Linked DNA regions of Mus musculus: regions 2, 3, 4, 5 and 6 are each linked to region 1. A link is a contact called in public HiCAR-type, capture Hi-C and promoter capture Hi-C data. All regions are on one chromosome and are shown on one strand. The core of a region is the stretch at or near the end of the contact, and the rest is flanking DNA. Distances in the headings are between cores, read along the strand shown. Region 1 holds the start of Mettl16 (methyltransferase like 16). Region 2 holds the start of 4930563E22Rik (RIKEN cDNA 4930563E22 gene). Region 3 holds the start of Xaf1 (XIAP associated factor 1). Region 4 holds the start of Spns3 (spinster homolog 3). Region 5 holds the start of Ube2g1 (ubiquitin-conjugating enzyme E2G 1). Region 6 holds the start of Ankfy1 (ankyrin repeat and FYVE domain containing 1).

Evidence for each region. Promoter capture Hi-C pulls out the DNA fragments that hold promoters and counts their contacts. HiCAR-type assays count read pairs that join an accessible place to other places. Capture Hi-C pulls out chosen DNA fragments and counts their contacts.
Region 2: a capture Hi-C map of embryonic stem cells shows a contact between it and region 1, with 6 times the contacts expected there. The contact joins the promoter of 4930563E22Rik here to the promoter of Mettl16 in region 1. A contact is called at or near these places in 2 of 39 promoter capture datasets (liver and pre-B cells), 1 of 115 datasets of contacts at active chromatin or transcription factors (astrocytes) and 1 of 9 other capture datasets (embryonic stem cells).
Region 3: a contact with region 1 is called in a promoter capture Hi-C map of liver, with 5 times the contacts expected there. The contact joins the promoter of Xaf1 here to the promoter of Mettl16 in region 1. A contact is called at or near these places in 2 of 39 promoter capture datasets (hippocampal neurons and liver).
Region 4: a contact with region 1 is called in a promoter capture Hi-C map of hippocampal neurons, with 6 times the contacts expected there. The contact joins the promoter of Spns3 here to the promoter of Mettl16 in region 1. A contact is called at or near these places in 2 of 39 promoter capture datasets (hippocampal neurons and pre-B cells).
Region 5: a HiCAR-type map of astrocytes shows a contact between it and region 1, with 4 times the contacts expected there. The contact joins the promoter of Ube2g1 here to the promoter of Mettl16 in region 1. A contact is called at or near these places in 1 of 115 datasets of contacts at active chromatin or transcription factors (astrocytes) and 2 of 9 other capture datasets (embryonic stem cells and macrophages).
Region 6: a contact with region 1 is called in a promoter capture Hi-C map of hippocampal neurons, with 14 times the contacts expected there. The contact joins the promoter of Ankfy1 here to the promoter of Mettl16 in region 1. A contact is called at or near these places in 6 of 39 promoter capture datasets (the 3T3-L1 cell line, cranial neural crest, embryonic stem cells and 3 more), 2 of 115 datasets of contacts at active chromatin or transcription factors (embryonic stem cells and large pre-B cells) and 1 of 9 other capture datasets (embryonic stem cells).

Annotation. Positions count from the first base shown.
Region 1 is chr11:74,768,363-74,773,237 of GRCm38.p6, reverse strand. Mettl16 (methyltransferase like 16) reads right to left here and starts at 2,375. Exons shown (of 10, transcript NM_026197.3): 1 at 2,254-2,375.
Region 2 is chr11:72,212,357-72,217,231 of GRCm38.p6, reverse strand. 4930563E22Rik (RIKEN cDNA 4930563E22 gene) reads right to left here and starts at 2,094. Exons shown (of 1, transcript NM_001163728.1): 1 at 1-2,094. The coding sequence starts at 1,901. The coding sequence ends at 1,512. Med31 (mediator complex subunit 31) reads left to right here and starts at 1,640. Exons shown (of 4, transcript NM_026068.2): 1 at 1,640-2,271; 2 at 3,017-3,094; 3 at 3,359-3,455. The coding sequence starts at 2,244.
Region 3 is chr11:72,299,243-72,304,117 of GRCm38.p6, reverse strand. Xaf1 (XIAP associated factor 1) reads right to left here and starts at 2,489. Exons shown (of 6, transcript NM_001037713.4): 1 at 2,409-2,489; 2 at 656-791. The coding sequence starts at 2,440.
Region 4 is chr11:72,547,319-72,552,193 of GRCm38.p6, reverse strand. Spns3 (spinster homolog 3) reads left to right here and starts at 1,948. Exons shown (of 12, transcript NM_029932.3): 1 at 1,948-2,196. The coding sequence starts at 1,986.
Region 5 is chr11:72,605,075-72,609,949 of GRCm38.p6, reverse strand. Ube2g1 (ubiquitin-conjugating enzyme E2G 1) reads right to left here and starts at 2,689. Exons shown (of 6, transcript NM_025985.4): 1 at 2,315-2,689. The coding sequence starts at 2,360. Gm51906 (a long non-coding RNA gene) reads left to right here and starts at 2,787. Exons shown (of 4, transcript XR_003949712.1): 1 at 2,787-3,009.
Region 6 is chr11:72,687,192-72,692,066 of GRCm38.p6, reverse strand. It overlaps Ankfy1 (ankyrin repeat and FYVE domain containing 1), which reads right to left and starts at 2,065. Exons shown (of 25, transcript NM_009671.5): 1 at 2,033-2,065. The coding sequence starts at 2,042.

The sequences.
Region 1 (4,875 bases), core at 1,126-3,625:
CAGAGCACTTGCCCACAATGCTCAAGGCCCTGGGTTCAGTCTCCAGGATTACACACACACACATACAAAATGGTAGACGCTCACTATATAGCAGTTTTAATTCCCTAATATTCAAATGCCCCTTACAGACATAGGAGTAAAAAGCATAAACCAAGGGCAGTCCCCAGGCCCCAAGAATATCAGAGGGTAATGGTTTTCTTCCATGTAATGCCGGACAAAAAGTAGGCCCTTCTCTAACAAGTCCAAGAGATACTGATGCACTAGGACTCTGCAGCACATTAAAGAGGACAGAGTTTACAGGCACGTACTCTGAACATGTGACCCAAGTTCAATTACAACCTTGGCCAATTCCGTTCATTTTTCTACACTATCCATTCAGGTCATAACAGACATACTCAACAAAGTCACTCCGTTTGATTCTTTAACTTTTGTTAAAAAAATTTTTTTCAACTGGGAATTTAACACAGTATCTCACATGTGCTCTATCAAGGACTGCTACACCCGAGATGACTAACTTCTGGATTTCTATCTGCCTATCCACCCCATTCCTCAAAGTTAAGTGAATGTCTGCTAGCACCAGTTTACTCTGTTCCTCCCACACTGGCCTAAGAGCCATTGCCCAATCAAGTGCCTCAGGACTAGCTGTACTTGTCTTTTTGTTCTTGCTGTTAGACAAGGTCTCCAGTAGCCCAGGCTCACTGGGAACCCACTCTGTAGGCAAGGCTAGTAGTCTAGAATCCCATGTCCTCTGAGTGCTGTGATTCCAGCTTGCACCACCACACTGGACTGGCACTTGCTGCCGCTCAGGTGGCATGGCTTACACTCCCCAGTGAAGTGTACAGACACTGAACATATCCCCACCTTTAAGCCTTTGGTCAAATGCCATCTTATTTATATCTTCTTGAGCAAGTCACTAAAACATTCAGTGACTGGAACGCACACTTTATTTTTCTTTTTTTTAAGCTTTTATTTATTTTTTGTATATGAGTACACTGTAGCTGTCTTCAGACACAGCAGAAGAGGGCATAAGACCCCATTACAGATGGTCATGAGCCACCATGTGGGTGCTGGGAATTGAACTCAGGACCTCAGGAAGAAGAGTCAGTGCTCTTAACCACTGAGCCATCTCTCCAGCCTCCCGCCCACCTTCTGTCTTTGAAATTTACTCACTTGGCATTCCCCACACATTTGCTTTAATTAAAAAAAAAACCTTCCCTACCAGTAAACTTCATGAGGGAACATATTTGTTCCCTGCTGTACCCCAATACTCAAAATAGGGCCTGTAAGGGGAGGCACTCAACTGTTGGTTGACTGGGAAGAATATGAAGTCACCAGGAGATCTAGCTCCGAGTGACAGAGCATGTGTCTAGCACGTGCAAGGCCTGGGCTCAGTCATCAACACCAAAGAAAATAAAGGAAATAACTATGAAATACTTTCCATCTGTGTGAGACACACACAGCATTCTCTTTCTGAATGGGCAGCCCAGTTGAGTCTCAACAATAACAAAAAAAGGCTCATCGGAGCGAGTCCAAAACCCAAAAGACCTCTAGGCCAGCCTTCTTTCCTCTTTAAAACTTCATGTTTCCTGGGTTTCTCTTGGCCTTTATCTCTTCACACATCATTTCTTCTAAAACTGAAGCTTATAGGATACTCTAAATTTGGCTTTTATGATGTCAAACTATGGAGGCAATAGAGACAGACCAGCGTTCAAGAGCACCAGCTGGTCTTCCAAAGGACCAGGGCTCGATTCCCAGCACCCGTATGGCTGCTCACCTAGTGCCATGACACAACCCTCTTCTGGCCTCTGCCTGCACTGTGCACGTGCTGCACAGACGTCCAGGCTGGCAAAACACCTACACCTACAAACTGTTTTGTGGGTTTGTTTTTTTTAAGTTTTTAGGAGGAACAGAAAACTCAACAGATGTCTCCCACCTAGACCCCAACACTTCCGTTTTCTCTTCACGCCCCCACCTCACAAACTTGACTTCTCCTCCGCCACTTCCCCGGCTCATCCACACCTTCTTCCCCTGGGTTTCAGCGCTCTCTAAGCATTGGCCTAGGCGAGGGACGAGGCCATCTCTCCTCCAGCTCCTCCCACCTACCGCCGGCCTTCGCGCACACCCGCCCGGGTCCCCGGCTTCTGACCCAGCGGTAAGCCCCCAAGGATCCGAGAACCGGAGGAGAAAAGCAGGTGAGCCGCTTCTTAGGCGATCCTTGTGCGCAACCGGATAAGAGATTTTTGAACCACGCACCTCGCAGGCCAATGGAGCAGGCGGACGGAGTGCGGACAGGCCCGCAATCACCAAGCCCACACCACTCACACAGCCAAGCTCCTGGAAACGCAGATGCTACGCTCCAAGCGCGCCGCCATCTTGCGCAGCCAATCCGCGCCGTGACTGGACAGACTACTCTCGCGAGACTTTTGACTTAGCCTAAAGAAAGAAGGAACTATCGCGATACTTGGAGACGGCGGTGAGTTTTCACCCAGGTTTGGGGGTGTGGTCGGCCGGGAGTCTTCTTAGGTTAGCGGATGGAGAAGACCTCACTAGTCCGCTGGCATGCAGCTATGTGATGGAGCCCGGCCAGGAACTTGGAACTACCCTCCTCCCCTGGCCTTTCTGGGTGCTGGGATTACAGGGATGGGCTACCCCACCAAGTTGTAAACGTTTGTTTTCCTTTGTTTTGAATGTAGCTTTCTTCAGCTCTCCCCAGCCTTACTAAATAGTACTAAATCTAGTCTTGGACAGGAAATAGGAAGGCTAGATGGGTTTGATGGCAATTAACACTTAAGTGCACAGCAAATCTGTGTGATGACACAGTAGTTACAGATAAACCTGTGAGATGGGTAAATAACTGGTACTTAGAAACTGTTTTGGGTGGGATAGGGGACGGGGAAATGGCTACCCTAACAAAAGACCCAGGTTCGAGTCCCAGCCCCAATATGGTGACTCGAAACCAGCTGTAACTCTAGTCCCTAAGTGCCCTCTGGAAGGCACACGTGCACGTGGTGCACAAACATGGAGGCAAACAGCCATACACATAAAGGTAAACCTCTTTTTAAATTCTATTTTTTTTTTTTAAAGAAACTGATTTGGCTAAAAAAAGCATTGAATCTGGACTCACGAAGCAAAAGGATAAAATCCTGGCGTGCGTTTGTTTGTTTGTTTGTTTGCTCGAGACAGGGTTTCTCTGTGTAGCCCTGGCTGTCCTGGCACTCACTTTGTAGACCAGGCTGGCCTTGAACTCAGAAATCTGAACTCAGAAATGCCTCTGCCTCCCCACCAATAGGCATTTCGTTGTCAGTTTTGTACGATGTTCTGTTCCAGATTGGCCAAAGGGTGTTTTCAGATTGTCTGTGTCAGTCACCTGGAATTCCTGGAACAGTAGGACTGATCAAGAAATACTTTTATAGAGCAATGCTAGGCCTCAAAGGACGGGAATGCCTCCTCTGTACTCACTGAGGGCAATTACCTGCATAGACGAAGCTATGTGCTGCAGAAGGAACAGTTGTCTTCAGGGAGCCCAGTTGCTTCCCTCCACCTTGCAGACCAAGCAGAACAGGACCAAGACCACACTGACCTTGGCTACTTTATTAGCTATGCTAATACCCCCCCAATTGCCCTACCCCCAATTTTTCCTTCATTTAACCCTAAGTATGGTGTTATAGGCCTGTAAATCCAAGCATTTGGGATATTGAAGCTGGAGTATGAGTTCATCCTATACTGTCTATCAAGTTCCAGGCCACCCTGGTCTACATGAGACCTTGCTCAAAAAGCCAAAGCGGCAGTGTACCACTAGATCAGTGGTAGAATGCAAAGGCCTGTGTAAACTAACACCACAAAGAAGAGATAGATAGATAGATAGATAGATAGATAGATAGATAGATAGATAGATAGATAGATAGATTGATTTATGGGTAGATAGATGTATAGATTTATGGATAGATAGATAGATAGATAGATGTATAGATTTATGATAGATGTATAGATTTATGGGTAGATAGATGTGTAGATTTATGGGTAGATAAATTAGCATAGCCATAAAATGTGGGCTGTCGAGACACTTGATGGACAATCATGAAGACCAGAATTTGGACCCCAGTCTCCACATAAGGAGCAAGGCACACCTGGGGCTTATTCGTTAAAGAAAAGAAAAGTATAAGCTGCACGCTCACAGACAGACTTTGCCTCAAAGGAGTAGGGAGACAACGATAGAGGCCATTCAATGGCCTCTTCTGGTTTCCACAAATGTGTACATGCACGCCTATGCCATACACTCACACAAATTAGTGTTTAAAGATTTTTGTAACTGAAGATTTGAAAAAAAAAACCCTGATAGATTTGTGGATGTGGGTAGGTGGCTCACAGTCACCTATAACTCACATTCCACGGTATCTGACACTCCAGGGTGTCTGACACCCTCTTCTTGCCTCCTCAGACACCATACTCACATGCATATACCAGAACACAGAGACACACATATAATTCAAAATAAAATAGATATTTTAGAAAAATGGGGCTGCAGAGGTGGCTCCACAGTTATGAGCGCTGTCTGCTCTTCCAAAGGACCCAGAGTCAATTTCCAGGACCCATGGGACAGCTCAGACCTGTCTGTAATTCCAGCTGCAGGGGACCCATTGTCTCTGGCACACAAGTGATGCACAGAAATACATGCAGCCAAAACACCTGCACACATAAATGAAAATGATAAGCTGGGCGTGGTGGCACACACCTTTAGTCCCAGCACTTGAGAGGCAGAGACAGGTAGATTTCTGAGTTCGAGGCCAGCCTGGTCTACAAAGTGAGTTCCAGAACAGCCAGAGCTACACAGAGAAACCCTGTCTCGAAAAACCAAAAAAAAAAAAAAAAAAAAAG
Region 2 (4,875 bases), core at 845-3,344, 2.6 Mb after region 1:
TTTGTTCCTCACCGGAAGATGCTCTGAACACACTTCCATGACTGTCTTTCAGGCTTTTCCGCAATTCTGCTATGCAGAAGTCAGGGGTTTGCTTAGTGCACCACCCTCTAGCAAAGTTGCTAGAAACCTCAATGTTTCTCAACTTCACCAATGACTTGCCTTTCTCAGCACAGCGATTCTTTGTTGGAGGAGGGACAGGGTGTTGACCTGGGCACCATAAGATGTTAGCAGCATCCCTGGCTACTAGGCACTTGAGGCAAGCAGGAGCACCTTCCACGCTGCCCCAAACACACACACTTCTGGAGACAAAATCATTCCCAACTCGGTTACCAATGCAACTTCGATGGAGAGGTAGTTCTAAACTGTAAACTGCAATACGCACTTTGCTCCCTTGCACTAAATTCTTTTGATGATCTCAGAATAAAATTCAAGCTCTTTACTGTAATCCCAGAAGATTTCCAAGACTCTATATGAAGTGGCATCTTCCTCCTTTTTGTTTTCTTCCTTATACCACGCTCTCATATACTAACTGATCTTTCTCTTACATAAACATCTTTGATTTTTAAAAAAAATGTAGACTTTCCCTTCTGTCTAGAATGCACTTCCCTCTAGATCCTGATATGGCTCACTGTCCACTCACACAAATCTCGGACCAAATGTAATCAGCAAGGCTTTCCCTGACCATATTCTCTAAAGAGTTCCCTACTCTCTACCACAAGACAGACAGCCTTTCCTTCGCGGGAATACAACAGCATGTTGTCTTACTTTCCCCTTTGTTGCATGTCTCTTCATTAGAGGAAGATCCTAGTCTTTTCCACTGCTCTAGCTGCCATGCTCTAACTACTACCTAGCATGCAGTAATACTCAGTTACCATCCTGTCAATCTCACGCCTCAGGCCAAGTGTCATGGCTTCTTCTTTACTTTCCCTTCCAAGATTATTAATGGTTTTATTGATTGTTTATTAATTGTCCTGTTTTTTCCTATACCCCCTGATTTAATTTTTTAAGTGTGGGTGGAATACTATGTATGACAACATGAGAAAATGTATAATGAAATATAAGTATTAATAAAGGCCAATTAATAATGTATGAAAGATGATACCTTGCCCTGTAGGTTTCAAGCAGGTATATGATCAGGCCAGCGGTCAAGAATCATGACAAGTTTGGCCCCTCTTTGCAAATTTCAAGTCGTCAACACATCCTAGAGTGACCTAAGACTATAAAACTTACCTGGTGTAGAGACTCAAAGAATCTCATTGTCCATCAGCCAGGTTTATACTGCACTACCAGTCTGAAACCTTCTGTGCTGGCTTCAAGTTAATAGCACACTGGGGTCAACAACAGGATGGTCTAAGGTGCTGCAATGTCAATACATGTTAACAGCCCCCAGAAACCACAGCCTGTTTCTTACACTGATTTATGGGTTCTTTCCATGAAACCAAAGATGCTCGGTTCTCCTGGAAGATGGCTGGCTGGCAACTCTTCAGTCCTGGCTAAGGACCTTTGGCACTTCATCGAGCCATTCTGGCACTCTGCCTGGCTGGGCTCTCAACACGGTGCACAGTAGTCTCCACCCTCAGGGATGACGACGCCCTGACGTGGCGGGAGGACGTTTCCGTGCACTGCGAGGAGGTTTCCACGTGCTGGGAGGACACCTCAAGGAACTGAGGGAGTCGCTTCGTGGAGGGGGTGAGGGAGGGCCCCTCTCGGTGGCGCTGGGAGGTCTCCACCTGCCGGGAAGACGTTCGAACCTGCCGGGAGGACGTCTCCACGCGGTGGGATGACGTTTCCTCGCGGTGGGACGACGTCTCCACGCGGACAGTCGATGTCTCCTTGTGGCGGGTGCTTTCCACTCGCGGGGCGGAGGACTTGCTCCTAAGGGGCGAGGCCATCCTGCCCATACACCTTGGTCAGGTGGGACAAAGAGGCCCAAGGATCATGCTCTGCGTCACGTCACACAGGGAAAGGTGACGTCAGGGTGGTGTATTACGTCGGGGTAGGTAGCAGGACTCTGAGACCTAAAAAATGAGAAGTCCTCCGGCACGCCCCGCTCGATATCTGCGCGCGCAGCCGGCCGGGTCTGCACAGATAGGTGGGGCTAATTTTCCCATAAGTGAGGTTGTCCCCGCCCTCGTGTCCCACTCTGCCCCGCGACCGGAAGTAGGAGCCGTGGCTTCCGGATTCTCACCAATCGAAGTCGCGGTTCGGTCGGGGCTGGTGGTGTTCGCCTCACTCTGATTGTTATGGCCGCGGCCGTCGCTATGGAGACAGGTACGTTGTGACTTGCACCCCGAGTCTTCACCCCAAGGGAATGGTCCTACGCCCCGAAATTCCCTCCCTTTTCCCTTTTCCTGCGCTGTCTTTCGGGTTCAACTTGGCATCCTTAGAGTTGGGACCGGCGGAGGAGAAGGCTGTGCTGCTTCTCAGACTATGGTCTGTGAAAACATCTTTGCTCCTGGGTTGCTCAAACCCCTACTCCAACCCTGGCTCTTGGGGCCGTGCAGGGCCGTGGGAGAGGACTGAGACCTTCCACTGTCTGTGCTGAAGGTACTCCCAAGAACTTGCCCGAAATATCGATAACCTGTGTATTCTAATGCGGACACCGCCTTCTCTCCATTGTTTAATCACTTTGCATCATGCTTCGGTTTTGTGTAGCACATTGATTTTGCTTAACGTAATCACAGTTGATAGTTGTGGTTATAACAACTTAGGGAACCGCACAGCTATTACAGACTGTCCAGTGATCTCCGCTAACAAAGTGGCCTGCAGGTGGTAAATTCCCATTCAACTTATTTTTTCCTCAATTAACTTTAAAGGATTTCTTTACTATTTTTTGTTTTACTATTTTTGTTTTGGAAACAGGGCCTCATTACTTAGTGAATATATATATATATATATATATATATATATATATATACACACACACACACACACATATATACACACACGCATATACATATATCTTTAATTTCTAAGAAAGTCTCTTCTGCACTTTGATATTTGTCTTTTCTCCTAGATGATGCTGGAAATCGGCTTCGGTTTCAGTTGGAGTTGGAATTTGTGCAATGTTTAGCCAACCCAAACTACCTTAATTGTAAGTTAAGTACATCACTAACTTAAGCAACTAGCTCTTAATTTCTGAGAAGAGATGCAGTTTGTAATACTATTTATTACTTCGATGTGTTTGAATGGGATTTTATTTGTTCTGGTCTGTAAGTTAACTGGGCAAACAAAGGCTTGTGTTTTTAATTCCTTGTGTTCTGTTGGTAGGGATGTTAAGAGCTACTTTGTTTTAGAGATTACTAATCAGTAGTCCAGCGGTTGGTTGACATACGGATTGTTTCTTTGTGTCTTTCAGTTCTTGCCCAAAGAGGTTACTTCAAAGACAAAGCTTTTGTTAATTATCTTAAGTATTTGCTTTACTGGAAAGAACCAGAATATGCCAAATATCTAAAGTAAGTTTAATTTTTATAATCCTAAATCTGTGTATACTTTATCATAAATACAAAGTGCTGATACTGAGCAGTTTTCTCTGTGTGGGAATGGAAAATGATATTTTGAATCTTTCTGCTTTTAGTTAATGTAAGATACTGTCATCTGTAACTTAGATTATTTTAGGAATTGCATTTATTTCTGCTACCATTCTTACCTCACTCCCTTCAAACAGAACCAAACAACTGTCTTCATGGGAGCCAGCTTACTCTCTAAGTAATATAAGCCAGAACACACCACTTCTGTTCATGCAGGCTAGCTAAGATCCAGTCAACTGGTTTCAGACTATAGTTCTAATGTAATTTGGTGTCTAACCTTGTCACTTAGCACTGCCCTTGTCTTTCTGGATTTTTAATGCCTACCAAACTATAATCTAGGAAGGTAGGAAGTATTGTTTTCTGGGAGTTTTAGAGGTACTGCCCTTCTTTATAGTGAGTGTTCTTTGTTTCGAGCACTGTGCTAAATGTATTGTACACATTAACTCACTGTAAAAGAACAAACACGGACACTATCAAACTCAATAGCTTTGACTTAAAAAAAAAAAAAGAAGAAGAAGAAGCTGGCACACACCTTTAATCCCAACATTTGGGAGGCAGAGGTGGGCACATGAATTCAAGGCCAGCTTAGTCTACAGAGCTACTTCCAGGGCAGCAAGCTCTACACAGGTAAGCCCTGTCTAGATGTGCCTCTCAAAGGAGGAGACAACAGAAAAACCAGAAGTTTAGCCTGGCATCCCTTTAATCCCAGCTCTCAAGAAACAGAGTCAGGTAGATCTCTATGAGTTTGAGGCCAGCCTGGTTATGTAGCAAATTTCAGGCCAATCAGGTCCACACAGAGAGACTCTTTTTTGTTTTGTTTTGTTTTGTTTTGTTTTTCGAGACAGGGTTTCTCTGTGTAGCCCTGACTGTCCTGGAACTCACTTTGTAGACCAGGCTGGCCTTGAACTCAGAAATATGCTTACCTCTGCCTCCCAAGTGCTGGGACTAAAGGTGTGCGCCACCACTGCCCGGCAGAGACTCTAATTTTAAAAATGAGAGTAAAACATTTCAAAAATTTCTTTTTATCCTCGTTACCTTCCTGACTTGATTTGCTGCCTGTAGATTTGCTCTTCATGATGCAATTATAGATTCCTTTAGGAATCCAAATGATAGACTTGAAGTTATATTAGAAGATATAAAATGTTACATGCTAGCAAATTTTCAGACCGGAGATGGAAAGCCTGAGCCAACTTCAAGTTCAGTCTCTCCAGCCAAGCTGCTGAAAGGTGATTATCTCCACTCTGGTTGGAGGCTTCCTGGGAGCATAGTCCCTCTGTTAGAGGCAGCTTACTCCATTGATAGCCAGAGGCGAGGGAGCTCTTCCTTATATTGTGCTCAAATACAC
Region 3 (4,875 bases), core at 1,240-3,739, 2.5 Mb after region 1:
CATGTATGTATGTTTGTATGTATACATGCATATATGCAAGAATATATTCAGATGCAGATGAATCTGCATCTTTCGGGTAGGATAGTCCTTCATCATTCTCCTGGCCTCTCAGGTGGGGAGATAATGGTGGTGGTGGGAATTTTTATGACTAGCCTCTCTGTCTTTCAACCAGGTTATCCTATTTGCCTATAGAGAAGAATTCACTCCTACTCCAGAAAGGGAGGGCTTGCACAAGCTGCTGACATAGTCCAAACTACTCAAACTGTTCTGGCTAGTTTTATATCAACTTGACTGAAGTGTTTGTTGGGTCAGCTTGAATCTAAATGGATGCCTGAACTTGATTCTCAGAAAGATAAAGCCGCAAGAGACTGACTCAAAAAGGTAGGAAAGAAGACTGAGATGGGCCCTCCTGCCTCCTCCTTACAAGTCTCTGAAGAACAGTTAGCCTTTCTTTATATGGATCCTTTGTTCTGCCAGACCCATAGTCTTGGGGTAGCAAGAAGAAAGGGAGAAACTAGGGACAGCCTCAGGGTAACACAAACAAAAAACAGAGGCCAAACATGGAGGGGCTAAATAACTTACCCACCAGGCCAGGGAAGGCTGGACTCCAGTTGTTGACCCCCCAGGCCTCTGCCCCACCTGCCCACCTGCTCACCTGCTGGTGCACAACTTCCATGTGCTCTTTCATCTTTGACTCTGGGATGGGCTCTTCACATTCTGGGCAAAGGACTATGAAGCGCAGGCAGTGGGCCTCGTGGAGCATGAAGTGGAGAGAGGCCACATTTCTTTTGCTTCAGGATAAAGTGGGGGTGGGGGAGAAAGAAAGGCACAGTGTCTTAGCATAAGACATGACGCCTTGTTGCATACCTGGGGTAAGCTCTTTCCAGGCCTGCGGCCTGGGGAAAACAGTGATGATGCTGATGATGCATTCCTATGCCTGCCAGTGCTGGTGAAACAGATAAGCTCGCCATCAGAAAATAGGTGTGAGGGCACTGTGCCTGGGAGAGGGGGAGGAAGAGGGTACCAGGGCAACAGGCAACTTTCAAGATTGATGATAGATTTCATTTCCTAGATTGTAAGATGGTTTCACAAATAAGTACTGTGTATCAAGATGTATATTTCAAACATGTACAAGTTAGCTAGGGCTGTTGGCACAGGGGTTCAGGAGCCTGAGTCAGGAAGATGGCTAGTTTAAGGCTTATCTGTGCTTATAGAGTAAGTTCAAGATCAGCCTAGGCAACTTAGTGATACTCTGTGTCAAAAGGAAAGGGAAAAACAGAGCCAGGGATAACGCAGCTCAGAGTGCTTGGCTGCTCTGTGCAATGCCCTAGGCTCAGTGCCTGGAACGACTCCTCAGCATCACCCCACAGAGACAGGGTTGGGGGAGGTAAAGTTCTATCCTTTTCCAGTTATCTCCTAGAAAGGCCATCACGAGAACAAGGGAGCACAGCAGTGCAGCTCTGCCCTGACCACACCTCAGACCCTCCAAGGGTTTCCCAACTCTCAAGAGCAAAAGTCCATCCACCACGCTGTCTCCCGTCCCTGGGCTCCCTTGCAGCTACCCAGAGAGCATCTGAGATGCAGGGGAGTCTTGTAGGGCAGGGTGTCCTCCTCTGATAGGCTCATCACCAGGAACGCTGCCAACCCATTCCATCTGCTCATGCTCACGGCAGCTCGGGAGAAAGGAAACAGGCTGTATCCTTAAAGGACCAATTGTTCAGGCCCTGTGATCTGGCTCATGGCCTCCAATTGTTCAGGCCCCTGTGATCTGGTTCATGGCCTCACTGCTGTTAGCCTGATCCAGCTGTCCCCACAACCGCACAGAATGACGTCCTTTGCTCTGTTTGCCCTCTCTGTTTTGCCTGCCTCCATACTCCATAGACCAGAGATCCTGAAAGGTGAAGTGGAACAAAGATCTCTGTGGAGCTTTACCCCAGTTACTGCAACAGGTGGGGTCTGCTGAGGAACCAGCTCTTTTTACTTGGAGGTGTGGTCCTTGCCTCCTGCTCAGCCCTCCATGTTCTATCTCCCAGCTCCTTTGTCAGGCGGAGGACAGGAATAACCCTGGAACATCTCTCAAAGGGTCCTCTCACAGATGGGTGGGAAGACCACGATGCCCCCCACCCCTGCTACGGATCTAAGCTCTGACAGGAATAGCCTGCTAGGGACCAGTCCCTCCATACTTCATGGCTAAAACTAGCCAGCCTGAAATACCCAAGCTAAGAGGGAACAGTGATATTGAGGTACCACTGAGCACTCTACTTAGAGATTTGGAACCTCTTCACTCCAGAGGTTCCAGTCCCCTTCGGCTTGCCCTCTGGTGTTGTACTTCATCCCCATCACTTCAGAATTTGTTTGCTCTGCCCTGCCCCTCTGTCTGGCCAGCCCTGGAGAAAATGCCTTCTTACCAGTTCCTGCACACTTGGAAGTCAGCCTCCATGGTCAAGCTTCCTGCAGTGCTTCTGTGGAGTTTCGTTTCTTTGCACACAGGAAAACAAAACTGAAAGTGTTTGCCCAGCCTGACTCACAGCGGCAGGGAGGAGACTTCAAAAATTCTCAGCTCAGGGCGGTTCCCAGATCCTGGCAGCTAGACACTCCCAGAAGGCCATTCTGCAGCATGGGCTAGTCCTCTGTCATGCCCCTTGTCCTGTGCAGCCTCTGTGCTACCGTGACTGTGACCTCCAGGGTGGGCGTTAGCTGTCGGGTTTCCTCTGGGCAGCACAACAATTCCTCCCTTTCTCCCCCTCCCTCCCTGACTGGCTTTGTTTCCATGGGGTCCCTGCCCACTTCTCAACCTGTGACTGACTCCTACTGTTTCTGTCTGGTCTCTCCTGAGATGCTAAGCTTGAGTCTGCTCTCTGAAGAAGAAGCTCCTGCAAGCTCTGTACCCCTGTGTGGGTTCCAGTTTGTGGTGACTTTGAAAACAAAGTCTGTGAGGAACTGAGCAGGGGGTTCTGGGTGCTGGATGCTCAGGCTACAGGGTTTGGGGCAAGTCTTGGGAATGGCCAGGGATAACTGTGTTGTGTCTCCTGAGGTTGTCCTCTGCTGGGAAACAAAACAAAGCAAACAATAATGGCAAACAATAATGTAAGCCAAGATGACAGAAACCATGAGGAGGTCTTGCTATCCCATGCTCACTGGTAAAATCGAGCAGCAAGGGGCTGAATAACCTGCACAGAAGTTCCCAGGTAACGTGGTCCAAGGTGTGACCCTTCTGCCACAGGCACGGAGCTGGAGGAGCTGTGCTCAGATCCAGACAAGATAACCAATTGGGAGCTTGAGTCACCTCAGCCTTCTGGATACTGTCTCCTGGCTGACCGGGTTACACTGGAGCTCCCAGGCAACTTTAAGGTCCAGGTGCTCCTAGAATTTGCATGCAAAACTGCTGCTGTGTCAGTATATGTTTGTTCCAGCGAGGTGCCACAGCCTCAGGCAGTTACCCAACAAGGCTAGCTGACCTCATGAGGTTCAAAGAAAACAAATTGTGTTAAAGGCAGCCCATGTCCAAAATTATCACAGTGCAAAATGATGGAAGTCAGTCGATTTGCTGGTTTCCTGTGTTCATTCCACCACCACCACCCCCCTTCCAAGGAAGAAACAGGGCGTCATTAGATAAATGAAAATGATCAAAGGGTTTTGGAGTAGAGGTAGCGGTATGGCACTTGCCTACCATGCATAAGGCTTTGGGGTTAGGATCTAACACACACACACACACACACACACACACACACACACACACACAGACACACACACACACACACACACATCACAAAGTATATCTCAGTGACAACTGATACATTCACAAATACAGCCGTGTACGGAATAATGATGTTTCTGTCAGCAGTGCAACTGTACATAGCACAGTAGCCATATAAGATTACACCTGAAGAACTGCAGAAGTCTTGTCACCCAGTGATGCTACACACAGCAGTGAATCACTTCCACTTGTGTGCCCTTGGCATGAATGCAGGGTGCAAGAAAGCAGAGAGGTGCGGGAACATGGTCAAGTTGCATTACATACATGCATTAAAATGTCAAATAAAAATGAAGAAAAAATATAGCACACATTTCATATATGGCTGGCTCAGCGGATAAAGGCACTTGCCATTAAACCTGACAGCTTGAGTTTAATCCCCGGGATGCACGTGGTGGAAGGAAGAACCAACTCCACTGAGTTGTTCTTTGATCTCTACACACACAAATGTTTTGAATATTGAGTATCATATTTGATAATCGTAACAGGCAGCTATGCTATTGGTTTGAGAACTTAACTATACTATGCTTCCTCCTGTCATTATAGAATGTATCTTCTTTACCTGTAAGTAAACTGTTAGTTGTTAGTAGTACAGCACTTGCTTAGCCTACACAAGGCCCTAGAGTCAATCCTTAGCATGGCTGAAAGAAAACAATAATTGTGGGAAGCCACATGTGCCGTTGCAGAGTGGCACTGACTACTGCTGGCCACCACGCATAAGTTTGGACAAACAACCAATGTGTACATATGCAGTAAAGTTTTTTGCAAAGACACTGCCTGGCCCGGGCATGATAATGAGGCTTTGAGAGTATAACCAATCAGATGTGAGACATGCAAATGAGGTATGATAATGAGGCTCTGTGAGGTACAGAGAGAGAGAGTAGCCAATCAGATGTGAGACATGCAAATGAGGTATGATAATGAGGCTCTGTGAGGTACAGAGAGAGAGAGTAGCCAATCAAATGAGGAACATGCAAATGAGGCGTAGTGCATAACCAATCTGGGTGTGAGACACGCCTCTCCTAGGCCTATAAAAGCAGCACCAGTTCTGGGCTGGGGTCTTTTCGCCTCTACAATCAAGCTCTCCCAATAAACGTGTGCAGAAGGATCCTGTTGCAGCG
Region 4 (4,875 bases), core at 699-3,198, 2.2 Mb after region 1:
CCATCTAACTTTTGCCTTAGGTTCATCTATTGCTAATGTTTTGCCTCATTTGCTTTACTTGACATTTTTACATGCTTGTATTTTATTTTTATTATTTTCGTGTGTATGCATGTGGAGGTCAGAAGACAACTTTCAGGAGTCAGTTCTCTGCTTCTATCTTGTTGTTCCCAGGAATTAAACTCAGGTAGTCAGCCTTGGTGGCAATCACCCTTAACCCCACTGAGCCATCTTTCTGTGCCTCAACCTTCACCCCTGTTTGCTTACTAACTCTAGGATCTATTAATGTTTTCCAGCACCACTTGAAAGAGTAAATCGTAGACACTGCAGCCCGCAGACACTTCAGATCAAGGGCATTTGTTTACATAACTAATGCTTGGCACCTGAGCGCATCGGACAGCTGTGAAGTTTTTTCCTGATCTACTTTCTGTACTCTAATTTTATCCATTCATCTGGCATCTGGCACTGTGCATTTCCCCTTCGGTACAGATGCCAGGCAAAGGCGGTGGTTGCACATAACTGTCAGATCTCTGCCCAACACCCCACAGCACCCTCCAGCCCCCACCCCTGGCTCTGAGACAGTGTCTTCTCACTACATAGACTGGACTGACTTGGACCTCTCTGTCTGTGGATCATGATCAGGCTGGCCACAGACAGTTGCCTGCCTATGTTTCCAAGTGCTGGAATTAAATGGAATTAAGGGCATGGACCATTATGCCTGGCTGTTAAATACTTTTAAAATATATTGTGTGCGTGTGCATGATGTGTGTGGAGACACATGTACCATGACACATGTATAGAGATCAGAGGACAACTTTGTGGAGTTAGTTTCCATCTTTACCTGGGATTGGGATTGAACTTGGGCTGTCAGCCTTACACAGCAAGTGCCTTTACCTGCTGAGCCATCTCATTGGCCTGTATGGTTACTCTTTTTTAATGTTGTTTTGTTTTGAGATAGGGTCTCATGTAGCCCAGGCTGGCTTTAAACTCACCATGTAGCTAGGGATGGTGAACTTGAACTCCTGATAGTCTTAGCTCCACCTCCCAAGTGCTGGAATTACAGGTGTGGGCCATCACTGATGGCTTTGTGTATTTGTACTTTTTCTACCCTTGCAACTGGCAATCAATTTCTACAGCTCCCCTGAGAACATCTCCCTAGACTTATTCCTTGTTGATAAAATTTATTTATTCTGTGTCTGTATGGATGTGAGTGAAAGTGTGTGTGTGTGTGTGAGAGAGAGAGAGAGACAGAGACAGACAGACAGACAGACAGACAGACAGACAGAGACAGAGCAGAGAGTACTCCTGTACCTGCACGTGCACTTGTGTGCCTTGGTGTATGTTATGTTTGGAGGTCAGAAGACAACTTTGTGCAGTTCTCCCCTTCCACCATATGGGCTCTGGGGATCAAACATATGTCAAGCAGGCCTGGTGGCAGGTACTTTCACAGGCTGAGCCATCTTGCCAGCCCCCATGGGTTAGTTTTACATAAGCTTGTCTCTATGTCTTCAGATATCTCTGTTATCTTGTTCCTCTGTGCAATTTCCTTACCATCCTGGTCAACACCTACCCTCCTGTATCTAACCTGGTTCATGGCTGTGCTAACGGCCCATCTTCTGCACAGGCAGGGCAGTTTGCAGTGAGCAAGGCTTGGGGACACTCCTCTCATTTCCTGTCCTAGGAGCGTCTCTTCCTCACTGCCCCTGCTGCAGCCATAGGCTAGATTGAGGGACCACAGAGTTATCCAATCACCAGTGCATGGCGTCTTACCCCAGCAGGGCTAAGAGGCCTAGAGTGATGAAATCCCACCAGTGTGGCTGCGCTGTGCTCAGCAGGAACCTGCGATGATAAGGTGTCTGGCAGTTAAAGGGGCAGCCTGTTGAGGTTGAGAGGCTGGGAGCCCACAGGAAGTGACTTGGTGGCAAGCTGATGTAGCTTTGTTCGGCACCCGTTCTGACAGAGAAGTTGCAGTTAGCACTGCTGAGGGGATGTCCACAGAGTGTCTCAAACCTCAGACAGGAGGGCCACAGAGCCAGAGCCTGAGCCAAGGTGGGCAGTATGGGGCCTTGGCTTCAGGTACGTGTCTGCCTCCCTCCACACCCGTCCCCTGGAGCCTGCCCCGCTGGAGAGCTTACTTGGCTGCAGCTGTTCTCTGTTACATCAACCTTCTGAATTACATGAACTGGTTCATCATCCCAGGTGAGCATGGGAGGGGTAGCGTGGGGCAGTATCTTCAGATACCCCCCTTCTAAAAGCCCACAACTGTGTATCCTTGGTGGCCTTCTTCTTCCAAGCCCTCGTACCTCTCTAGGAGCACAGCTCTGGTGGTTTCACCCCAGCAAGTGGTCTGCAGCCTCTCCTGAATGGTTCCAAGCCAGAACAGGGCACAATGTGTGTGGGGACAGGGGTGTTAGTGGGTAGATGGGACTGTGCTCTGCAGCAAAGGCGTTGCTTGCGTTCAGGATGGAGCTGCAGGCAAGGTTACGGAGGGCAGAGCAGCTTGGCCAAGCTCCCAAGTGAGAATGGCTCTGCCTGCACTGTTTCTGGGGCAGCCGGCTGCTGGCCTACCTTGCACAGTTTGCCTTTCTTCTTATTGGAAACAGGGTACAACCTGCTTCTGTGTTCTGTCTCTCACTTACGCACTCCTTTGTGTCTGGGCTCCACTTGTCTTTTCTCATCTAGTCACCCATTCATTCCTTCATCAGTTTATATTCAGCCCTTTCTTTAAAAAGACAGAGTGTGTATGCATGTGCGTGCACACATGTGTGTGTATGTGTGTGTGCCTGTGTGTGCATGCTCCTTCACTTTTATTTGAGCTTCAGATATTGAACTAAGGTTTCCAAGCTTGTTCAGCAAGCGCCTTCACAGGCTAAGCCATCTTGTCAGCCTTCATTTCTTTTTTGAGGCAGGGCCTCATGGAGCTCAGGCTAGATTCAAACTCGCTATGTAACTGAGAATAATCATGAACTGCTGATATGCTTGCCTTCACCTTCTTAGGGCCGGGATTACAGGCTTGCCACCACAATGCTTTATGAAGTTCTAGGGATTGAACCCAGGGTCTTTGTGCATGCTGGATAAGCACTCTAATAACTGATGTAGAGGGCTGCTCTGCCCTCCGTAACCTTGCCTGCAGCTCCATCCTGAACCCAACGCCTTTGCTGCAGAGCACAGTCCCATCCACCCACTCACACCGCTGCCCCCACACACATTGTGCCCTGTTCTGGCTTGGGACCATTCAGGAGAGGCTGCAGATCACTTACTGGGGTGAAACCACCCAGCCTCTTTTCTTTGTTTGTTTGTTTTTGAGACAAGGTCTTAAGTAAGATCAGGTTGCTTTTGAATTCACTATGCAGTTGAAAATGATCTTGAACTCCCAATCCTCTTGCCCTCTGTCTCCTAAGTGCTGAGGTTACAGGTGCGACAGCATGCCTAGCTGTTCTTTCATCATCCACTTGTTCCAGCTTGAGCACTGAGAACAGGAGCACTGAGAGCAAAAGTACTGAGAGCAGGAACACTGTGGTGGGAACACTGAGAGTGGGAGTACTGAGAGTAGGAGTACTGAGAGCAAGAGTACTGAGAGCAGGAACACTGTGAGTGGGAGCACTGAGAGTGGGAGTACTGAGAGCAGGAGCACTGAGAGCAGGAATACTGAGAGCAGGAGCACTGAGAGCAAAAGTACTGAGAGCAGACACTGAGAGCAAAAGTACTGAGAGCAGGAGTACTGTGAGTGGGAGCACTCTGAGCAGGAGCACTGAGATCAGGAGTACTTTGAGCAGGAGCACTGAGAGCAGGAGTACTGAGAGTAGGAGTACTGAGAGCAGGAATACTGAGAGCGGGAGCACTGTGAGTGGGAGCACTGAGAGAATGTGCCTCTGGTAGGACCTAGGAGAAACTCAGATGTGTGGTTCCTACTGCAGGGGCAACTGACTTACAGGGCTCAGAGAATTGTTTACCAATAACGACCATGCAAGGCAGAGAGGCAGGGAATGGTGCAGATGAATGGAGTCAGGCAGGCTGGGAAGCCTAGGTGAGTAACTGCCACTGCTGGCCATGACCAAAGCCCCAATGTTGGGCCATCAGCTATGTATTTAGAGTAGCTGGGAACCTCTGTAGAATGAATGGGAGTCTGGGGTCTGCAGACATTATCAGAGCAGGGCTGTATCTTTGAGCAACTCAGAGGGGCACAGACCATGTGCCCAGCTTGGTCTGAAGTGAGACAGAGTGGGGTAGGTGCCAGCAGGGCAGCCCTGAGGATGAATGACTTCAGAATTCATACATGGGAAGCGTTTGACCCGGGCCTAAGGGTGGGGATCAGAGACATGTCAATCAAGGCAGTACTGATCAGAGGAGTCAAGGGGTAGTGGGGAGAAAGCGGGGAAACAATCCCCCAGAGGGCGTTTGGTCCAAGATCACAGGCTTTTTGAATGCCAGCCTGGGGAGCTTGTAATTTCTGGTCCAGGCAATGGGGAACCATGTGGGAGAAAACCTTAAGTAGGAGAACATAATAGGATTTGGGACCTTGAAAGATGCAAGATGGGCTGGGGAGGTCATTTCAGAGGCTGCCAAAGGGGACCAGGCTGAAGGTGAGGAGGCCAGAACCTGAGTATGGGATGAGGGGCATGGAGGAATGGGAGGGGAGAAAGGCACAGGGCTACCAGGAGGTGTTACTGTGCAGCCTTCCGAGCCTTAGCCATACCTTAGCTCTTGTTCTGCCCTGGGGGCCCCAGCGGGGCTGTCAGACCCTGAGACCTGCCTGCCACATCACTTCCCCCTTGGGACTTCCATTGGCTGTGGTCACTGTGGGAATGGAGACTTGGAGAAGTGAAACCATGTGGGACTCTTAGGGCCAGGTAGTGATGTGGCAGTTAAGATTCTCCT
Region 5 (4,875 bases), core at 1,440-3,939, 2.2 Mb after region 1:
CAGCCACTGCTATACATTTCTGAAACTCTAGCACTGAGGACACTTTATCAGATTATGTTACCTAGTCAGCTCAATTTAGTATTTTTAAGGCATTTATACAAGTTCATTCATTTCAAGATTATATTTTACCATTTACTATTTTCAAGTGATAAGAAAACTCATTTAAAAATGCTAAAGTAAAAAAGAAAAAGCCTTTATTTTTAGGTGCTCATCCAGTCTTCTCAAATAAATTTAATATTTTCACATTTCAACCAACAAACTTTGTTCCATACATTTTGAGAAAGTTAAGTATCCCTAAAATATGATTTAAACTATTATTTATTATTTCTGTGGAAAATAAAATAAATAAACCTAGTATGGTGGTACAGGATTCAAATTCCAGCTCAAAGAACAAGAAGGTGGGGGGCAGGCACTTGGAAGGCAGAAGACAGATCTGTGTTAAGTTCAAGGCCAACCTGATCTACATGGAGTTCCAAAACAATCAGGGTTATATAAGAGAAAACCTGTGAGAGAGAGAGACAGACAGACAGACACAGAGAGACAGGCAGAGAGAGGCAGGCAGGCATATTTCTGTGAGTTCCAGACAGTGAAGGACTCCTTAGAAAAACTGTCTAACCTCAGCACCCCCCCAAAAAAAAGATGCTCACAAATGGGTCTTATTTTAACATAGTGGTATTGTTAAACTGTAAAATCTTTTGCACCTTTAAAAATGTATGTCATTTCCACTATGTAAGGTTATCCTTTTAATATTCAGTGTTTACCGTCTATTTAATAATTTGCCACATAATAAAAATTAATGCAGATAGTTGATTTTATTGTTAGTTTTTGTTTTTGTTTTCTGAGACAGAGTTTCTCTACATAGCCCTTGATGTCCCAGAATCCACTACAGTAGACCAGGCAGGTTTCGATAAAGAATTCCTACTAAGTCAAAAATTTTAATTCCTTCATCCAAAACAAAAGGCGAAAAAGACCTCAGAAAAAGAATGTTTTTAAATAAGATGCAATAAATTGTTTAACTTCTTTCGAAAATATTTCTGATGGGGATTCTAACTTTTCCATCCACTTCAAATTGCTGTCCCACCTAGAATTTTAATACTTGTCCAAACCTGTTAGCTCATGGTCTAATAATAAACCTAATTATACAATCTGTAACAGCCCCTGTCGACCTTTTCCTTAAGAAGTCATAAAGGTGATTTAGCTGACACCTCAAACTCATAGAAATCTATTTCATTTATCAACATTCCGGCTTTCAGAAAGTTTAAAAGGGGGGTGGGGGGAGAGGACTGGCTACAGGTTGAGGAGGGGTGAAGTCGCCTGAACCAAGCCAGGCACACGCTTGGCGTAGGACAGCAGGGCTAACTACCGGTTCATTTCTCTTTAAATCTGGCAGCACGTGGGGCGGCATTGTGAAGGCACCAACCCGCCTCCTCCCTCCCCCCCTTCCACTCCGCACACGTACGCCTCCAGCGCGCATGCTCCGCTCACACAGTCCTAGCAGAGTAGGAGCCAACCCCCTAAAAAGTCAACCTGGAAGCCGCAAACGGCCAGAGGCCGGGACAATGGGGGAGGGGGACAGAGACTCCACGGGGGAGGCACTGAGCCGCCGCCCCTGGCCAGAGCCTAAGGCGGGCCGCAGCCCGGTGGCCGCGAGCCTGCGCGAAGGAGCCCGAGCCGTGCCCACGGAGCACAAAGCCCGGGCCGGCCAGCGAGCCGCTCTCCCCAGCGCCCGCGCCCACCCTCCCCCAGACGGGCGGCGCAGCCCGAGCTCGTGCCAGGCGGAGGCAGGCGAAGCGGAGTCGCGCTCCCCGCCGAGCCCCCCGGTGCCCCGCGTCAGCACCCGGGCCAGCCCCGCCGTCGCTTTTGTTGTCTGCCCTAACTCCGCGAACCCCGCGCTGCCGGGCCAGAAGTTTGGCGCGCCTCCCCTCTCCGGCCCCCGACACGGCTCGGACTCACAGCCGCGCGGGGACCCCGCAAGCTCCCGGGGTCCCCGAGGTTCCGCGGCCTCCGCCGCACCTGAGCCCGGGATCCGCCCCTCAGGGAGGGTCGGCCCGACCGGGACCCACGCCCCTCCCCCGCAACGCCCCAGTGCCGTGGGGGAGGGGGCAGCCGCCCAGGGCGTCCGGCCCGTCCGAGGGCGAGGCTGGGGAGCGTCCCCGCCCCCAACACCCTCCACAGCCGGGCCAGGAGTGTCGCCAGCTCGCCGCGACTCGCGGGCTCCCACCCTCGCGGCCCGCCACCACCCAGCCTCCGAGCGGGCGAGAGGAGGCGAGTGGCTCGGCAGTCCGCGATCGCGGCCCGGCGCCCCGCCGCTCACCTGCCAGCTGTCTTCGCAGTAGCAGCGCCGACTGCAGCTCCGTCATCCTCCCCACCGAGAGCCCGGGCCGCCACCGGGACTTCGACGGACTGGCGACAAGCTCTGCCGGTGCCTGGAGCTAGATGTGTGTTGAGGAACCCGGACCGGAGCGCCGAAGCCGCGGGGAGGCCGGTCTTGGGAGACCCGAGAAGCACCTCGCCGCCTATGCGAGTCCGCTCCGCTCGGCTTTCCTCGCTCAGCGCCTCACGCCCGGAAGGGGAGGGTACCCGGGCCGCCGCGGCGCGCACTGGGACTTCGCTCGCCCGCTTCCCTCCTCTGCCCGCCCGTCGGCCCCACCGGTGCCTTCCCCCGCCACTGCCTCACTGCGCGCAGGGCCGCTCCGCGCAAGCGCGCTGAGCCTGCCTCCTTCAGAAGCAGCACTCCTGCTAGCCCGACCCCTCGGCCCTGCTGCCCCGCCTCCGGCGGTGGAACCCCGCCCACCGCGCGCAGTGGGCTCAGCCCCGCCATCTTGGGAAGGTCCACGCCCGCCCAGCTGCGGAAGCGTCGGCTGGTAGACGCCCCGCGGACGCCATGACAAAGAGGTCGCGGAGGGTCAGGACGCTGCCTCCCGGTATAAGCAGGAGGTCTAAGCGTGATGGGACCAGAAGTGGTAGATGTTGGCGAGGACCCAGCAGCCATCCAACACTACATCGGAGGTGTGCGAATTAGTCATTGTTACAAAGCCGAATTTAGTACTGGTGTGCACCATTTTAAGCAGCCGCAAAATAGAGTGCATGGTGATAATTCATAAAGAATGCACAGAATGGTCCTTGAAATAAAAATGTTATGAGTCTCATAGCAGAAAACGTTTAAGTAAATAGTAAGACTGAGTAAAGTGCAGAGTTGTGATTAGCACAACCTGATAAATGGTTCGGATTCAGGTGGTATTCTCCTGTAATCTCAACACTTGAGGCTGAGGATTAGAAGACCCAGGTCCCCTTCGCTGCACAGTGATACCCAATCTCCGTCTGGGGATGAGGATCCATAATAGATCAGACTCCTCTAGAAAAGGCACCTACTATGTAAAGTCCAAGTGTGAAAGCCGAGATTAGGAAAAGTCAACCTTATCCAACCTCCTTGCCCATTTCCCAGTTGAGTGCTTTGTCAACACTGTAGCAATAAAGAAACAAAAAAGGGAAGGGGGAAAAGTAACATTGACACTCAATTTTGTTTCTTCTTTCTTTCTTTTAAAGATTTATTTACTTATGTATATGACTACACTGTTGTTCTCTTCAGACACACCAAGAGAGGTCATAGGATCCCATTACTGATGGTTGTGAGCCACCATGTTGCTGAGAATTGAACTCAGGACCTTTGGGAAATCAGCCAGTGTTCTTAACCGCTAAGCCATCTCTCCAGCCCCTTGCTTGTTCTTTCAATAAGTGTTTGTTCAATCCCTACTTCCCTGTACCTGGACTGTAGAAAACAAAAACTGTGCATAGGAAATCAGGTCCATTTCTACCCACAAAAGCATGAAGCTTCTGTGAACTCCAAGTAAAGTGAACAAGAGGAGCAGATTCCGTTAGGCATGTAATAAAAATTACTGGGCAAGCAGGCACAAGGCCCTGGCTTACCTCCCTAGCACTGTCCCACCAGACCAAAGAAACAAACATTGAGTGAATCTGCCATTTTGAAATACTGCCCACCTAGGGACTAATCCAGCTTTATGGTTGGGATAGGGGAGGGGTTGGTTTTTTGTAGTTGTTTTGCTTGTTTGTTTGTTTGTTTTGGTTGGTTGGTTTTGGTTTTTTGAGACAGAGTTTCTCTGTATAGCCCTAGCTGTCCTGGAACCCCTCTGCAGACCAGGTTGCAGGTTCGAACTCAAGAGATCTGCCTGCCTCTGTCTGGATTGGAACTAAAACCATGCCCCACCATATCCCTCTGTGGGTTTGTTTTTAAGGATTTTGTTTTAATGGGTATATATATGAGCCGGGGTGAATTTATGTGTACCATGTGTATGCCTGGTACCCAAAATCTGGAAGAGGACATCAGATGCTCTAGAATTGGACCTGCAGAGGGTCTTATGCTACTTACTACACGATTGCTGGAAACCATCCTATCCTATGTGTCCTCTGAAAGAAATTTTCTTTTTTTTTTTAAGATTTATTTATTTTTATTATATGTGAGTACACTGTAACTGTCTTCAGACACTCCAGAAGAGAGTGTCAGATCTCATTACAAATGGTTGTGAGCCACTATGTGGTTGCTGGGAATTGAACTCAGGACCTTTGGAAGAGCAGTCAGTGCTCTTAACCACTGAGCCATCTCTCCAGCCCCGAAAGAAATTTTCTTAATCCTTGGCCATTTCTCCAGCCCCTGTATTTTTGTTTTTAAATACATTCATTATGTAGCAATGAGCTTCACTAAGACATTTTTTGTATATGCACTTTGCTCGTGTTCACACAGATTCTTAATTACCTTCTTGTTCCACATCGCTTTCCCACTGGTTCCCTTCCTCTTCCAAAAAATCATTCCATTCTACTTTCAGCTCTTAATTTTATTGAAACTAAGATTCCACATGT
Region 6 (4,875 bases), core at 816-3,315, 2.1 Mb after region 1:
TGACAAATAATCTTCAAATTTAATTCCACAAAAATTTGCTATTTTTGTTTATGACTATCTCTGAACAGCAGCTGGCTCTGACAAGCAGCAGCAGAACCAAACCAAACAAAAACACATGCCAACATAAGAAACAAAATATCTTTAGTAATTTTGTTTTTCTTGCCATTCCTCAAATTTTCCTAGTTGAGTTCTGCAACATCATTTTCAACAGTCTTCACTGGGACTTAGGAATCTGGAGTGTAGCTAGGGTAGACTGAGGTCAGAGACTATCATCTCCCGATCACCTCATCCCTCCATCCGATTAATCCTGGAAAAATGTTTGGTTTGTCCTTAAGGTGTATTGTCCTCTGGCTAGATAGATGTTTCTAATCACCTCAAGGCAACCAAAAGTAAACACGCAGTGTACTAACCTTGGCCTGTATGAATTCCCCACAACTGGAACCTGAGCACAAACACAATTAAGTTCTCAATACAACTACGGACTGAGAAACTCCCTCCTCCACGACCTGAAACTTGGTCATGCATTTCCCCAACACGCAGATTCCTTCTTAAAGGCTCTACACTGCTCACGATCTCACATCGTGCCTTCCTGAACCTTCCTCCCAAACCTCGCTGCTGAGCAACAGGTACACAACATTCCGTGGTGTGCAAAATCATCTAGTTCATTTTTTGAACAGGGTTTCATGCACTCCAGGTAGGCTGTGAATGACCCTAAATTCCAGATCCTTCCAAGTGCTGAATGAAGGAACTACAAGCAGGCAGGCATACATCACCACACCCAGCACTTTCAGTCACTTCGCTTTCTCCTCCTCTGTTGGACAATGTTCACCACCTCCAAGGTGTTTAACAGATAGAAAAAGTAAAAATGAAAACAGAATCCAGTCCCAGCCATGAATCTGGCCTCAGTTCACTTAACTATAAAGGGCAAATAACACACCTGGCAGGCCTACTTCGTGTCACTCTTAAACCTAATTCAAATCTGAGAAGACTACACAAACTGTCACACTACCCAAATCTCAGATCAAGAAATGATGAGTTTAATCAACACTTACCAAAAAATACAAACAAAAGACAAAAACAAAATAGGCCAGGTCTAGATCAAGTAAATCTTCAGCCACTCAACAAAGTCCAACAAGAAGTATTTTTCTCCAACAATGGGGTACACAGGAGAAGCACACCGGCCAGGTCTAATATTGTCTGATCACTACTAGGTAACTCACTATCTCAGGGCTTTCACCCCAACTCATACAGTAAAGCTATGGCAAGCAAAGATCCTAACATTATTCCTTAAGGGAGGCTGCACCTGAGAAACCGGATGCCTTTACCTGCAATGTCGTAAAGTACTAAAAAAGAGACGAAGGACTAAAGCAGGAGGTAAAGGAACCGAAGCCTGGCTTTAGCACACCTCTTTCAAGCAGTGTGACCTTGGTCAACTTCCTTACTGAGGAAACATCTCCTTTTGCCCCTTTGTAAACCTCAGAGAATCTGAGCGTGCCCACATTTGCTAGGGCTGCCAAAAAGCTTAAAGACTATTACAGCGCACGCCCAAGAAGCCCGTCGTCCAGCTGCAGTCCCGGCTCTTCCAAGGAAGAGTCCCAAGCTCTTCCGCAGGCAAGAGATGCACCCTTCCGGATGCAGGACCTGCCATGACAGCAGTTTCGATTTCCTAAGGAGAGGGGCACTTCCCTCCCCGTTCCAGCATGGCTGGCACAAGAAGCTCCTCTACAGCTTTCTCGAGTCCCGCGGGTGCATTCGCTCCCAGGACCCGACCCCTTTCTCGTTCTGAGACTACCGGGATCGGGGTTGGGGGCGGGGGGTGACGAGTGAAGACAGACTGCAGGAGGGGCGTTGCCATAGGAACGGCGCTGAGAACCCCGGCCCGGGGAGCCCCGAAACGCTACATAGGAAGGCTCGCGAGACACGTGATGCACCGTACGACCACAGCCGGACAACCCTTCCAGGGGCTTCTGTGCCCGGCCAGTGGTACCCCTATTGCTTCGCGTCTTCCCGTGCCACCCCACAAAAAACCTACCTTCCGCCATGTCGGGCCCGGCCCTGCCTACAGCCTCGCGATAAATGCCGGCGCAAGGGAATCATCAAGTCTCGCGAGAATGGATGGAGGCGTGGCAAAGGGAGGAGCCAGAGCAGACAAGGGGTGAATGAAAGTGGAGCGGGAAGTTGCTCTAGGCGGGAGGTCCGAGTCCCACTTCGTTTTGGAAGGTTTGACAAGCGCGGACTGGGCTATCTCGTACTCCAGGCGATCGTCAGGGTAGAGCAAACATGGACTATTCTGAGGCAGGGACTGCGGATCTTTAAGTTACTTTGTAACCACGTGGGACGCTGTCCTAATACTTAAATGATAGCATTTCTCCAGGGCTTTGGGAATTTTTATGGCTAAAACCAGACAACTTGGGTTATCAAACAGGCAAACACACTGGTTACAAATATAGGGGTCGCAAAAACTGCAAATCTCTATACAATTTTATGTAAGCAAAATTGTGAGATCCCTGAGGTCAAAGTGGCAAAGCCAAATAACACTAGGAGCTAATAACGGTTGACAAGGCCATGGAGAAGGAATTCAGATTGTAAACCAGGAGCTTAAACCTTTTGTGAATGTGAGAATGATTAGATGATTTTTATAATAGCAAAATAGAGGGCTGACAATCCTAGATAGTATGCCTTTTTTGGCTGTGGAGTAGGTAGAGTGGGGAATTGAGACAGGGTTTCTCTACATAATCCTGGCTGTTCTGGAACTTACTATGTAGACCAGGCTGGCCTGACACTGATAAGAGACCCTAGTGCCTCTGCCTGGAGTGCTGCGATTAAAGGCAAGTGCCACCACACTTGACATAAATACTTTTTCTTGGCCCGGGTAACGAATATGTACTTAGCACACCTGAAGCCTCCAGGTCAACAAAGGAGAATAGAAATAATGCATCAACAGTTAAGTAGTGACTTAGAGAACAGTTAAGATTTTAGGAAGATCTGCCACAGTTAAAGAAAGCATTAGAGGGCAATGAAATGGAATAATGAAGGGATTGAGTTCAGATTATAAAAATGTAAGGGCAATGGTTAAAATTTTGAAAAGGGGACGACCCTGGCTGAAAAACACTTAGAAAATGGAAGAGAAGGACACTTAAATACATTAAGGATAATTATGTACTAAAAACTGATGTTCCGATTGTAGCAGACTACAGTAGTGAAGGAAATAACAGGGCAGTGTTAAAGTAGTGGCCCTGGATAAGCGACATGTGATTAAAGAAACAATATTTGTTAGTTTCAATAGAAGTGCCTGAGCTCAAAGCTTCACTGCCTTGCTGAGGATGGTTCATAGGTGTGTCAAATGAGTTTTTGAGATCTTCAGGTGGCTAGATAAACCAGCTTTGAGCATAAACAGACTCTTCTATCCCCTAAAAATACTCAAGCTCCTAACATTAAAACAACTTAACTGGTTGGAAAGTGCTGTCATATCTGACATCTGTTTGCAGCATGTTTTCTCTTTGCCTTGCTTTGCAAGCCCAGCAAACTTAATCTGAGCCAGGTTTTTTGTTTGTTTTTGTTTTCACTTTTTTGGACAAGTCTCATGGAGTACAGACTGGTCTAGAATTACTGGTCCTCCTGCTTTTCCAAATGCTAGGGTCAGAGGTATCCATGGATGGAGGCGTGGCAAAGGGAGGAGCCAGAGCAGACAAGGGGTGAATGAAAGTGGAGCGGGAAGTTGCTCTAGGCGGGAGATCCGAGTCCCACTTCGTTTTGGAAGGTTTGACAAGGCTCCAACTTGTTTCTAGTTGAGATACTCTTGCCCTGGATTATCCTAAAAATTTGGCCAGATCCTTTATGATGCACAGATACCAAAATCTACTATCAAGAAACTTGCTTAATAAAAACATGGTTTCTAGTATTGTGAAGAATGAGATTTTGTGAGCATTCAAGTACTGTATTTCTTTTATAGGTTATGTGTGAAAGTGTAGCATGTTTGTGGAGGCCAGAGGTCAAGGTACCTTGCTCATTTGTAGTTCACTCATTTTTCTGAGAGCGTCTGTAGCCTCAGCTGTCCTGGAATTCCTGCTGTGGACCAGGCTGGCCTCAAACACAAGAGATTCACTCGCCTCTGCCTCTGGAGTGCTAGGATTAAAGGTGGTACACCCCAACACACCCAGCTCACTGTATTTTTTTGATAGTTTTTCACTAAAACTGGAGCTCAAATATATGGATTGACAGACCAAGAAATGCCTTCTGAATCTGCCTCTCCAGCACTGGAATTTAGATAAGCATTGCTGCGCTGGATGGAGATCTGAACTCAGGTCCTCATGCTTACATGGTAAAAACTTTACCAAGCGGAGCCATCTCCCCAGCCCTTCGTGTGTTTGTGGTGCTAGCTGGGGCTTTAAATACTTGGCAAGCCCTTTGACACTGGGATAACACCCTCACTCAGCCTCTCGATTAGATTCTGCTGCAGGAAGTCATTCTTCTTGTCTAGAACTTTCTGTGCATGTGTCTGGCTATTGAAAGCTGTTTAATTTACTTCCCTTATGTGAACAGGATTCAAGTCTGTGATCGTGTCACTAATGGTCAGTGTATAGGTACCAACTCAGCAAGTCCAATCCTATCTTGACAGCTGGACTGCACACCTGTAACCAAACAACCAGAAATACCACACCCATAAAGTAATTTTCTCTGCAAACTAAACTCTGGCAAGTTCTGCAGGCTTCCAGAAAAATGAAGTTTAAATTGAATGAGGTAGTTCCTCCTTTATCTTCCTGAGGACTAAGGAGAAAAGTTCCTTGGGAGCCGAGTGCCTAGCAGAAAGAACATACTACTAAAGTCAACAATCTATTCATTTGCATTTGAAGCAGCAAAACTACTTGTTATTTA